2 separate regions of the Zea mays genome follow, and region 2 is linked to region 1. A link is a contact called in public Hi-C data. All regions are on one chromosome and are shown on one strand. Each heading gives the region's core, a stretch centred on a gene start, on an enhancer-like site or on the middle of the called end of the contact. The rest is flanking DNA. Distances are from core to core; before and after follow the strand shown. Region 1 holds the start of LOC100281810 (hexose carrier protein HEX6). Region 2 holds the start of LOC103639802 (L-type lectin-domain containing receptor kinase IX.1).

The links. Hi-C and Micro-C count contacts between places; a contact is called where the count stands out from the background.
Region 2: a Hi-C map of tassel shows a contact between it and region 1, with 2.1 times the contacts expected there. The contact joins the promoter of LOC103639802 here to the promoter of LOC100281810 in region 1. A contact is called at or near these places in 3 of 25 Hi-C or Micro-C datasets (bundle sheath, root tip and tassel).

What each region holds. Positions count from the first base shown.
Region 1 is chr9:22,600,292-22,605,568 of Zm-B73-REFERENCE-NAM-5.0, forward strand. LOC100281810 (hexose carrier protein HEX6) reads left to right here and starts at 3,819. Exons shown (of 2, transcript NM_001353192.1): 1 at 3,819-4,001; 2 at 4,133-5,277. The coding sequence starts at 3,866. It overlaps LOC100283048 (hydrolase, NUDIX family protein), which reads left to right. Exons shown (of 6, transcript NM_001155950.2): 1 at 1-550; 2 at 642-782; 3 at 950-1,054; 4 at 1,800-1,899; 5 at 2,073-2,165; 6 at 2,498-3,146. The coding sequence starts at 62. The coding sequence ends at 2,763.
Region 2 is chr9:22,768,144-22,773,304 of Zm-B73-REFERENCE-NAM-5.0, forward strand. It overlaps LOC103639802 (L-type lectin-domain containing receptor kinase IX.1), which reads left to right and starts at 2,011. Exons shown (of 1, transcript XM_008662509.2): 1 at 2,011-4,590. The coding sequence starts at 2,163. The coding sequence ends at 4,310.

The sequences.
Region 1 (5,277 bases), core at 2,569-5,068:
CGGGGAAGGAAACGGCAACGAGCCTGCAGCTCCAGCTACCCCGAAACCCCGTCCAACGTCCATGGCTATCCACCTCCGGGCCCACGCCTTCGCGGCCAACCCGCTGCGTGGCGTCTCCGCCGCCACCACCTCCATGTCCCCCTCCGCGGCCGCCGAGGCACTCCGCTACCTCCTCGACCCCAGCTCCGCCGCCGCCGCCGCCAATCCCAGCCAGTACCTCTCCAAGATCCTTCCTTTCCGCCGGGGCCGCCCGCTCGCGCGCTCCACGGACCCTCCCGCGGTGCCGGCCTGGCGCCTCGCGTGGCTCCCGCCGTCCCGCGTCCCCGGGGTGGCCCTGGATGCCTTCGTCTTCCTGGGCGCGCTCGTCGAGGGGGACGGCAAGGAAGCCTCCGCGTACTGGGCGGTCGACGTCAGCGAGGGCGAGGGAGCCAGGGTTGGTGGGCCGGCGGACGGGGATGGGCCGTCGGCGTTTGTGGACTTGAGGACGCTCATGGTGGCCACGGACTGGAGCGACAAGGACGCCATGGCGGAGCTCGCCATCGCAGGACATGTATGCAAGATTCTTTGTTTAATTAGCGGCGTTTTGTTTTCCGCGGATGACTCGAAGAACATGTTTCATCTGGTTTCTGAATTCGGTGCAGGCTCGAGCACTGCTAGAATGGCACAGCACGGCAAAATTTTGTGGAGCTTGTGGAGCAAAGGCTGTACCTACTGAAGCCGGGAGGCGTAAGCAGTGCAGCAACGATTCCTGCAAGAAGAGGATATACCCTAGAATTGATCCGGTATCATTTGTGCTCTCTTCCTCAGTTCCCCTCTTTTGTGCAGTATCTGTATATGGATTAGATGTTTACAAGTTGTGCTATCTGTCACCATTTCTTATCCTGTAGGGATGCTCAAACTGACAACAAGGTGTTTAGTGTTCACTCTTTTCTTCTGCACGGTATTGCAGGTTGTGATCATGTTGGTCATTGATAAAGAAAATGATCGGGCACTCTTAAGCCGCCAGTCAAGATTTGTGCCTCGTATGTGGAGTTGTCTTGCTGGTTTCATAGAGGTGCACATAACTACTTAATGTTCTTATCAATGTTTCTATTATTCTGTCTTTCATTGAATTCTCTATTATTGTCACTTTTTCTTCTTAAACTGATTTTGAATGAGGTTAGATGGAAGGAGACACAAACATCAAGAGTAAATTTCAGTTGTCCACGTTTCCAAAAAACAGAACAAAATGATTTTGATCTTAAAAAACACAACTATTTTACTGATAAGTAGTTCAAATAATGAATGCAGCATACTGGAATGACCTGGTTAGATAAGCTCATAACAAGTTTGCACTGCCACATCAATAATGCTGGCTACAATATTCAAATTTAATTTTAACTGCAAGGGGAAATAACCTTTCATGTATAAAACAACTGAACTCTATATGCATGAGAACTGAGTGTCTGACCTGCCACACATGGTGAGTGATTTTTAAATATCCAATATTTCATGTACATAAAATGTTCCGCTTGATCTTAACCGAGTAGCTATAGCTAGTATTGGGTTCAAAAGATTGGTCTGATTTTCAAAATGAACAGCATCCCTTCTGTAACCATGAAATTACTGATTTTCCTATGTATAATGATTCCTTTTTCTGAAACTAAAAGAGAGCTTATTTCTTGTTAAATATCACCGGATGCTTATCCTCAGTGCAAAGCTAGCATGTTGTCTGTATTGTAGCTAACAAGATGACTGTCTTCTTTATAAGTATAAACATCATTACAAGCTTATATACATTACATCTGTTATGTTTGTAGCCAGGAGAAAGCCTGGAAGAGGCAGTGAGACGAGAAACATGGGAGGAAACTGGTATCGAAGTTGGGCAAGTCGTTTATCACAGTTCTCAACCATGGCCTGGTAATTATCTTGTCATTGTTTTCAGAGGAAAAACAGTAGAGAAAATACTACTGGAAGATTACAATTGTACTTTCATGTCCAAAATATAGTAGTGTTTACACAGTGGTTTAAGTGCTTTTGTTATCAGTTGCTATGTATTCTGCACGTAAAACTGTCTTCTTGTACTGTATCAGTTGGGCCAAATACTATGCCGTGTCAACTGATGGTGGGCTTCTTTGCTTATGCTAAATCATTGGAGATAAACGTGGACAAGCAGGAGCTTGAAGGTGATTTTTGACACTTCATTAGGAATCCAAGGCTGTTTCTTTTGACTTGCATTCCATTAACTTCTCTTCCTGTTCCTACATAATTGTTTGGTCTTGCTATTATTATTTTCTTCCTCTGCTACGACATAGTGTGCTGATGTATGCGTCTACTGCGCAACCCTTTGGCAACACTCTTAAGCTGGTTGATGCATGAAACTTGATATTTTACAAAAGATTATGTGCAGGTTATACACCCTGAAAATGGGGCTTACTTTGCTGACCCTTTTTAGAGCATGGATGGCCACAAAGCTTCAACTTGTATCTCAAATGCCATTCTTTTGTTATGCATGCAGATGCCCAGTGGCACAACCGCGAAGACGTCAAGAAAGCGTTGACGTTTGCTGAATACGAGAAAGCCCAGAGAACAAGCGCTGCCAAGGTCGATCAGATCTGCAAGGGCGCTGAGAAAGGGCAGAACCCCTCTGCCGACTTCAAAGTTGGAAGCGGCGAGCCTGCTCCAATGTTTGTCCCAGGACCCTACGCCATTGCTCACCACCTTATCTCGTCGTGGGCTTTCGAGGGAGCACCGAAGCTGCCTAGTTCATTCTCAAACCTATAAGCCTGGACCCTGGTGTTCAGACAGACGATGACAGGAACTGGACCCCTGTGCTGCGGGCTCATGGATCACCTGTGTTGCCGTGAGTGTAATTCTGATAGTGTGTGTCCGTTGCCGGTTGTGATAAAATAAAATAGCAATAGAGTACTGGGTACAGAAGACTTGCCGGAGGATTTGGCATCAATGGACATGTATATCCATTGCCTTTTTACATGTTGATCCTCTTTGTATCACACGTAATGTTGCATACTTGCATAGATACAACAATGATATACATCACACAGTGTACTCATGCATTTATACATGTATTCAGATAACTGGATTCAATAGTAGAGTCTTTGTCTGTCTCTCTCTCTTTTTCTCACATGTGGTTTGATAATTGCTACAGATGTTCCTGGCCTCTTGGGCAATTTGTTCTTGTTTCCCACATCAATTTCGCCACCTTAACATCACAAATGCAGTGTAGTCCGTAGAAGCGGCGCTACGTGGATGTAGAATACATGAAAAACCGGCGATGGTAGCAAACACGAACACCAGAACCAATGCCTTTGAAGTCGAATATTCAGAGCGCGGTAGTTTGTTGCAGCAAGTAATCTGCCCAGATTCTCTTGGACTAAAAGTTGGTCTCGTGTCTGGTTGCAACAAGCAAGGACTAAAACTAAACTACTGATACCTTGGTTTGTCTAGTCTAGTGCACAAGCACACGAGGCAGTCTGCAATTCTGCATCAGCCTCCAATTAGTCAGCAAAACCTGTAGAATATAGTACTGCATTATCATGTGCAGAGACTAGTCAGCACACCAATCGTTTGCAGATAGCAACGGCTGAGTGGCACCTCTGTCAGTCTCTGTGCTGCACTGCCCATTTCCTACTCTGTTCAAGGAAGTCATCAAGGTATGGTTCATGTGGTCCAAAGTCCAAACAAGGACGAGATGGTCGCATTGGTCGACATCGGATCTCCTATCCGGTTAGTCAACCATGACCGCTACAAGTCACCTACTATACCAACACTTCCACAGCTACCACAAGATAAGATCACTTGCCCTTCACTGCGACTGCGAGCAAGCAGCTCTGGTAGTCTGGTCTGATCACTGATCAGATCAGCCATGGCGGTCGGCGTCGTCGCCGCTGAGGGCGGCCAGGACCGCCGCTACGGCGGAAGGATCACCGCCTTCGTTGTGCTGTCCTGCATGACCGCCGGCATGGGCGGTGTCATCTTCGGCTACGACATCGGGATCGCAGGTAAAAAAAATGGATGCCACGAGCGCGCGGCAGCCGGCAAGTAGCAGCAAGGTCGTCGCCGCCGTCATCCCATGTTCCACGATGACTGACTGACGTGTGAACAACGGGCACTCGCGTTGTCGCTCATGCAGGCGGCGTGTCGTCGATGGAGCCGTTCCTGCGCAGGTTCTTCCCGGACGTGTACCGCCGGATGCGCGGCGACACGCGGGTGAGCAACTACTGCAAGTTCGACAGCCAGCTGCTGACAGCCTTCACGTCGTCGCTGTACGTGGCGGGCCTGCTGACCACGTTCCTGGCGTCGCGGGTCACGGCAGGGCGCGGCCGCAGGGCGTCCATGGTCCTGGGCGGCGCCGCGTTCCTGGCGGGCGCGGCCGTGGGCGGCGCGTCGGTGAACGTCTACATGGTGATCCTGGGGCGGGTGCTGCTGGGCGTCGGGCTCGGCTTCGCCAACCAGGCCGTGCCGCTGTACCTGTCGGAGATGGCGCCGGCCCGGCTCCGCGGCGCGTTCAGCAACGGGTTCCAGCTCAGCGTCGGGGTCGGCGCGCTGGCGGCGAACGTGATCAACTTCGGCACGGAGAAGATCGGCGGCGGCTGGGGCTGGCGCGTGTCGCTGGCGCTCGCCGCCGTGCCCGCGGGGCTCCTCACCCTCGGCGCGCTGTTCCTCCCGGAGACGCCCAGCAGCCTGGTGCAGCAAGGCAGGGACCGCCGCGACGTGGCGCGGCTGCTGCAGAAGGTCCGCGGTGCCGGCGTCGACGTGGGCGACGAGCTGGACGACATCGTCGCCGCGGGTGAGTCTGCGGCCGGAGCCGGAGGGGGCGGCCTGCGTCGGCTGCTCGTGGAGCGGCGGTACCGCCCTCAGCTGGTGATGGCGGTGGCGATCCCTTTCTTTCAGCAGGTGACGGGGATCAACGCGATCGCGTTCTACGCGCCGGTGCTGCTGCGCACCATCGGCATGGGCGAGAGCGCGTCGCTGCTGTCGGCGGTGGTGACGGGCGTCGTGGGCGTGGCCTCCACCTCCGCGTCCATGCTCGCCGTGGACCGCTTTGGGCGCCGCACGCTGTTCCTGGCCGGCGGCGCGCAGATGCTGGCGTCGCAGGTGCTGATCGGCGCCATCATGGCCGCGGAGCTGCGGGACAGCGGCGGCGTGGGGAAGGCCTGGGCGGGGGTGCTCATCCTGCTCATCGCCGTGTACGTGGCCGGGTTCGGCTGGTCCTGGGGCCCCCTCGGGTGGCTGGTCCCCAGCGAGATCTTCCCGCTGGAGGTGCGCGCCGCCGGG
Region 2 (5,161 bases), core at 761-3,260, 170 kb after region 1:
GTCAGAAAAAAGCTGAACCAAACAGGCCCCATCTCCATCCCCTCCCCCACCCAATTCTCCAAGCTCTTTCTCTCTCTGTGTCCTCGCTACTGCGTGCGTGCGCTGATTCGACCACTATATCGTCGCCCGCTCAGGCCGGCCCATATACACTCTGCCTGCTGCTTTGCTCTGCTCTTGGTTACGCGGCCCGCGACGGTCTCGCTTGCGCCAAAGCGCCGGCCCAAGCCTGTGCTGTGCTGGTTGCCGCTCGCGCGCCCCGAGCGAAGCCACAGCATGCATGTCCCGATGCGCGTGCAGCCGCCATTTGTGGAGGAAAAAAATTTGGTACACCCCGATTGTAAACCAGAATGTTTATAGTCGCTCGCAAAAAAATAATTGATCCTACCTGTAGTAACAATAACACAACTAAAACGTTATCTAATAGACCTGCAAATGGGGTCAATCCTCCTTTTTCTTTACGAGGGACTGCAAATTTTTTTCTGTTGTCGATGAGCCGCGATCGGTCGGTCTCTCTCTCTCTCTGCTGTGCGTGCGTGTACAGGCGCTGCATAGGGATCAGCTCCCGACCGGACGAAGACACCGAACAGCAAGCTGCTCAAAGGCGCAGGCACTCGCTCGGTCGCTCCGCCGATCCATCCGCGCCGCGCCGCGGCCTGCAGGACAGCCAGGCTGATGGAAGATGGGTGGGGGTGGCTGAACTGGTCAGAGTACATACATGCGGCACGCACTGGCAGCAAGATCCAATATTCTCGCAGAGGACTCCAAATTAAGGGCCTGTTTGTTTACCCCCCAGATTATATAATCTGTATTAAATAATCCTAAGAGGCAAACAAACAGTCTAGCTTATTTGCCCAGATTATATAATCTAACCTCTTGAATTATGATAATCCATAAGCAAGTGAGGAGGTGCTTATTTCAGATTATTTTTTTCCCACTTCCCCACTACCCTTTCAAGTTTCCTAGAAATTACCCACCATTGCCATTATAATCTACCGAATCGTTTTTGCGCCTATCGGATCGGAGAAGCCCGTCGCCCAACAGAAACACGCCAGATAATCTGGGTAAACAAACATGACTACTCAGATTATATAATCCAAATTATATAATCCAGATTATATAATCCTCCAAAAATAATCCAGATTATATAATCCATTGGGGTAAACAAACAGGCCCTAAGCCAGGCTGATGGAAGATGGGTGCACGGGGTTGGCTGAACCTTGCACTAACTGCTTTTTTTTTCACGAATACACAGACACAGGAGAGAGCTGTGTATCTTTTGTATTCATAAGATGCCAACATGATTACAACCAAAAAAAAAAGAAGAAAAAGGACCGGTGCAAAAAAAAAACGTCCGGAACCCGAAAGTAAAAAGAACCTGGGCGGCGCCACCGGCTAAGTACTAGAGGGTTGTTTGGTTCGGTGTCTAACTTGTCACACTTTATTTAATTTTTCTGTCTAAGGTTGATTATTCAATTAGAATGACTAAACTTGGACAAAATGTGGTACAATTAGCCACGAACCAAACAGACCCTAGATCGAAAGCAGCTAAGTCCAAGTAGACCAGAAAATCTACGTGGTCCGATGGTCATGGCGGGTTATCAGTAGAACATTGCAGCCCCTTGATGCCAAAAAGGAGGCATGAATGAGTGTTGTCATAATGGGACGAATGAAAGAAGTCGTGACATTTTGCACTGTATAATTATCATTGCGGAAAACATGTGTGGTGGTAGACTATATAATATTAAACCCATAACTTGAGTCGACAATGATATAGATCTTCAATGTTGGTTTTTAATTAAGGGCCATCAATCATTTTTAGATTTTTTAAGTTAACAACCGATGATAAAAGGTTGTTTTACTGCTACTTTCGAAGTAGTAACCGGTAATAATGGACCGAGAAAACATGTCTACTGAACATTAGCCAATTCACATTGTAAACTGCGTGATTTCTTCTTTTGACACGTTCAAGATGCCAAAGCGGCAGTACATAGTACCCATTATTGCGCTCCAACGAAAAGGCCAAAAAAAAAAAAAAACAAACCCATCACCCACTTATGACCTGATCGTCGATGATCAGACGCGATCCGGAGTGGTTTGAGAGCCCTCGCAATTTACGTTATTGACCATCCAAGTATCCAAACATTAGCTCATTAGCCGCCGCCATGGCTCTTCATCGGAGCTTCCTTATCTTCACCGTCATGTCGTCGTTTGCCACCCTTACTGCAGTTGTGGTGTGTGGCCAGGTCCAGCACTACTACACGGCTTACCACCCTTACTGCTCCACGACGGGAAACTACAGCACCGGCAGTCCGTACCAGGTCAACCTAGTGAAGCTAATGGGCGAGCTCCCCTCGATCGCCCTCGCCAACCGCGGTTTCCAGGTCGACACGGCCGGCGAGCACCCCAGCACGGTGTTCGGCCTCGCCATGTGCTACGCGGACACCAGCTGGACCGCGTGCCGCCCCTGCCTCGAGGCCGGGGCCGCCGGGGTGCAGCAGGCGTGCCCGTTCGGCCGGGAGATGAAGGCCCTATACGACGAGGTCTGCCTCCTGCGCTACTCCGACCAGCCCTTCTTCTCGGCCGCCGACGTCGACGTCGCGTTCTACGTCTGGCAGAAGGACTCCGTCGTCGCCGCCGCCGACGTGCCCGCCTTCAACGCCACGCGGTGGAGGCTGATGGCGCGGCTCGCCGCCGAGGCTGCCGTCTCCTCGCTGCGGCTGGCGAACGGGAGCGAAGCGTACGCCGCGGAGGCGGAGGACTCGCGGGGAGCCGGCGCCCAGCAGGTCGCCGTGCCCGTGCACGGGCTGGTGCAGTGCACCAGGGACCTTAACGCCAGCGAGTGCACCAGATGCCTCACGAGTTTCCTCGCCGGCCTGTCGAGCTCGCTCCCCAACTACACCTACGGCACCGCCAAGGGCTATAGCTGCTATATGGCTTACAGGGTCGGGGACAAGCTGGACATCACCATTCCGCCGCCGGCACTAGTAGCATCGTCGCCACCGCCGCTGCCATCAACTACCACGTCGCCTCTGCCTGACCGCACGCCGACGGCAGCTCTGGTGGCCGGTGTGTCAGTTAGTTCTGCGGCAGTCTTCATCGTCTCCGCGGGCGTCTCGATTTGGCTCCTGCTGCGGCGGCGGCGACGCAGGCAAAAGGCGAGAGAACAAGAACTGCGTGCGTTTGATGGTGACTACAACTACAACGACGAGGAGGAGCCCCTGCAAGACGAATTTGAGAAAGGGACAGGGCCGAGGAGGTTCCGCTACCGCGAGCTGGCCATGGCCACGGGCTTCTTCTCCGACGAGGAGAAGCTCGGCGAAGGAGGCTTTGGGTCGGTGTACCACGGCTACCTCAAGGACATGGGCATTCACGTCGCCATAAAAAGGGTGTCCAAGGGCTCCAAGCAGGGGAGGAAGGAGTACATCTCCGAGGTGAGGATCATAAGCCGGCTGAGGCACCGCAACCTGGTGCAGCTCATCGGCTGGTGCCACGGCGGCGGCGAGCTCTTGCTCGTCTACGAGTTCATGCCCAACGGCAGTCTCGACACTCATATCCACAACCACGACAAAGTACTGCCGTGGCATCTGAGGCATGAGATCGTGCTTGGTATCGGCTCCGCGCTCCTGTACCTGCACCAGGACTGGGAGCAGTGCGTGGTGCACCGTGACATCAAGCCGAGCAACGTCGTGCTGGACGCGTCCTTCAACGCCAAGCTCGGCGACTTCGGGCTGGCGAGGCTGGTCGACCACGACCGGGAGTCCCACACGACGGCGCTCGCCGGCACCATGGGCTACATGGACCCGGAGTGCATGGTCACTGGCACCGCGTGCGCCGTGTCCGACGTGTACAGCTTCGGAGTGGTGGCGCTCGAGACCGCCTGCGGCCGGCGGCCGGTCGTGGTCCTGCGAGAGACGCAGCAAGGGTCAGAAGCCACGGCGGGGCACACGCACCTGGTGCGGTGGGTCTGGGAACACTACGGCCGCGGCAGGGTGGTCGACGCGGCGGACGCGCGGCTGAGCGGCGAGTTCGACAGGTCGGAGGTGGAGCGCGTCATGGTCACCGCGCTGTGGTGCGCGCATCCTGACCGCAGCCTCAGGCCGTCCATCAGGCAGGCCGTCAACGTGCTGCGGCTCGAGGCGCCGCTGCCCATCCTGCCGGCGAAGATGCCGGTCGCGACGTTCGTGCCACCTGCGCACGGTCTCCTGTCTGAAGCAATGGCGATCGTGACCGACAGCGGCAGCTCCGGGAGTGGCACCACAAGCTCCAGCACCGTGTTGGCACCACAGGAATCGTCCCCGACTCCCCGCTGAGATGACAACGCGCGTGACCGGGTCTGATACCATTAGAACGGACACTGTTGATGCTCAAAAGTGTTCTATATGTAATACTGGTTCAGAAAACTGGACAAACATCACAACCTGTTTAAGGGCCTATTTGTTTCAGCTTATAAATTATATAATCTGGATTATAATCTAAATTATATAATCCAGATTATAATCTAGATATATTATAATCTATATGTAGTTGTTTGATAGTTTAGATTATACAAATGTAGATTATTCACAAAGACAACAATACCCTTATTGTTTATTTGAGGTGCGAAAAGAAGGATGGCATATATTGTAATTTTTATTTACATTACCATGGGTAGTGGGTCTTTTGCCAAAATAATCTCAAATAAGCTAGTCTTGAGAATATTATGAGATTATCATAATCTGGAGTTTAGATTATATAATCTGAACTAATAATCTATGTGTTTGTTTAACTATTAGATTATTTGCGCTGGATTATATAATCTGGAGAGATTATAATCTGAAACAAACAGGGTCTAAGTGGCGAGCACATAAGAAACAAAAGTGTTCCTTATGTCAAAACTGGACAAACATCACAACCTGTAAAGTGGCGAGCATATAAGAAACAAAAGTGTTCCTTATGTCAAAACTGGACAAACATCTGTTGAATAATTAGACAAATTTCAGATTAAATTTCGAATATAAATCATGACAAAATCAGAAAAACTGAAATAAAAAGCCAAATCAGATGATGCGTACTGATTAGACATACTGATAGATGACGCGCGCCGGAATCAGCAGGGTCGATGATGTCGAAGTAGCGAAATCAGCAGGGTCGACGAGGTCAGAAGATCACGAGCAGTCGCGTG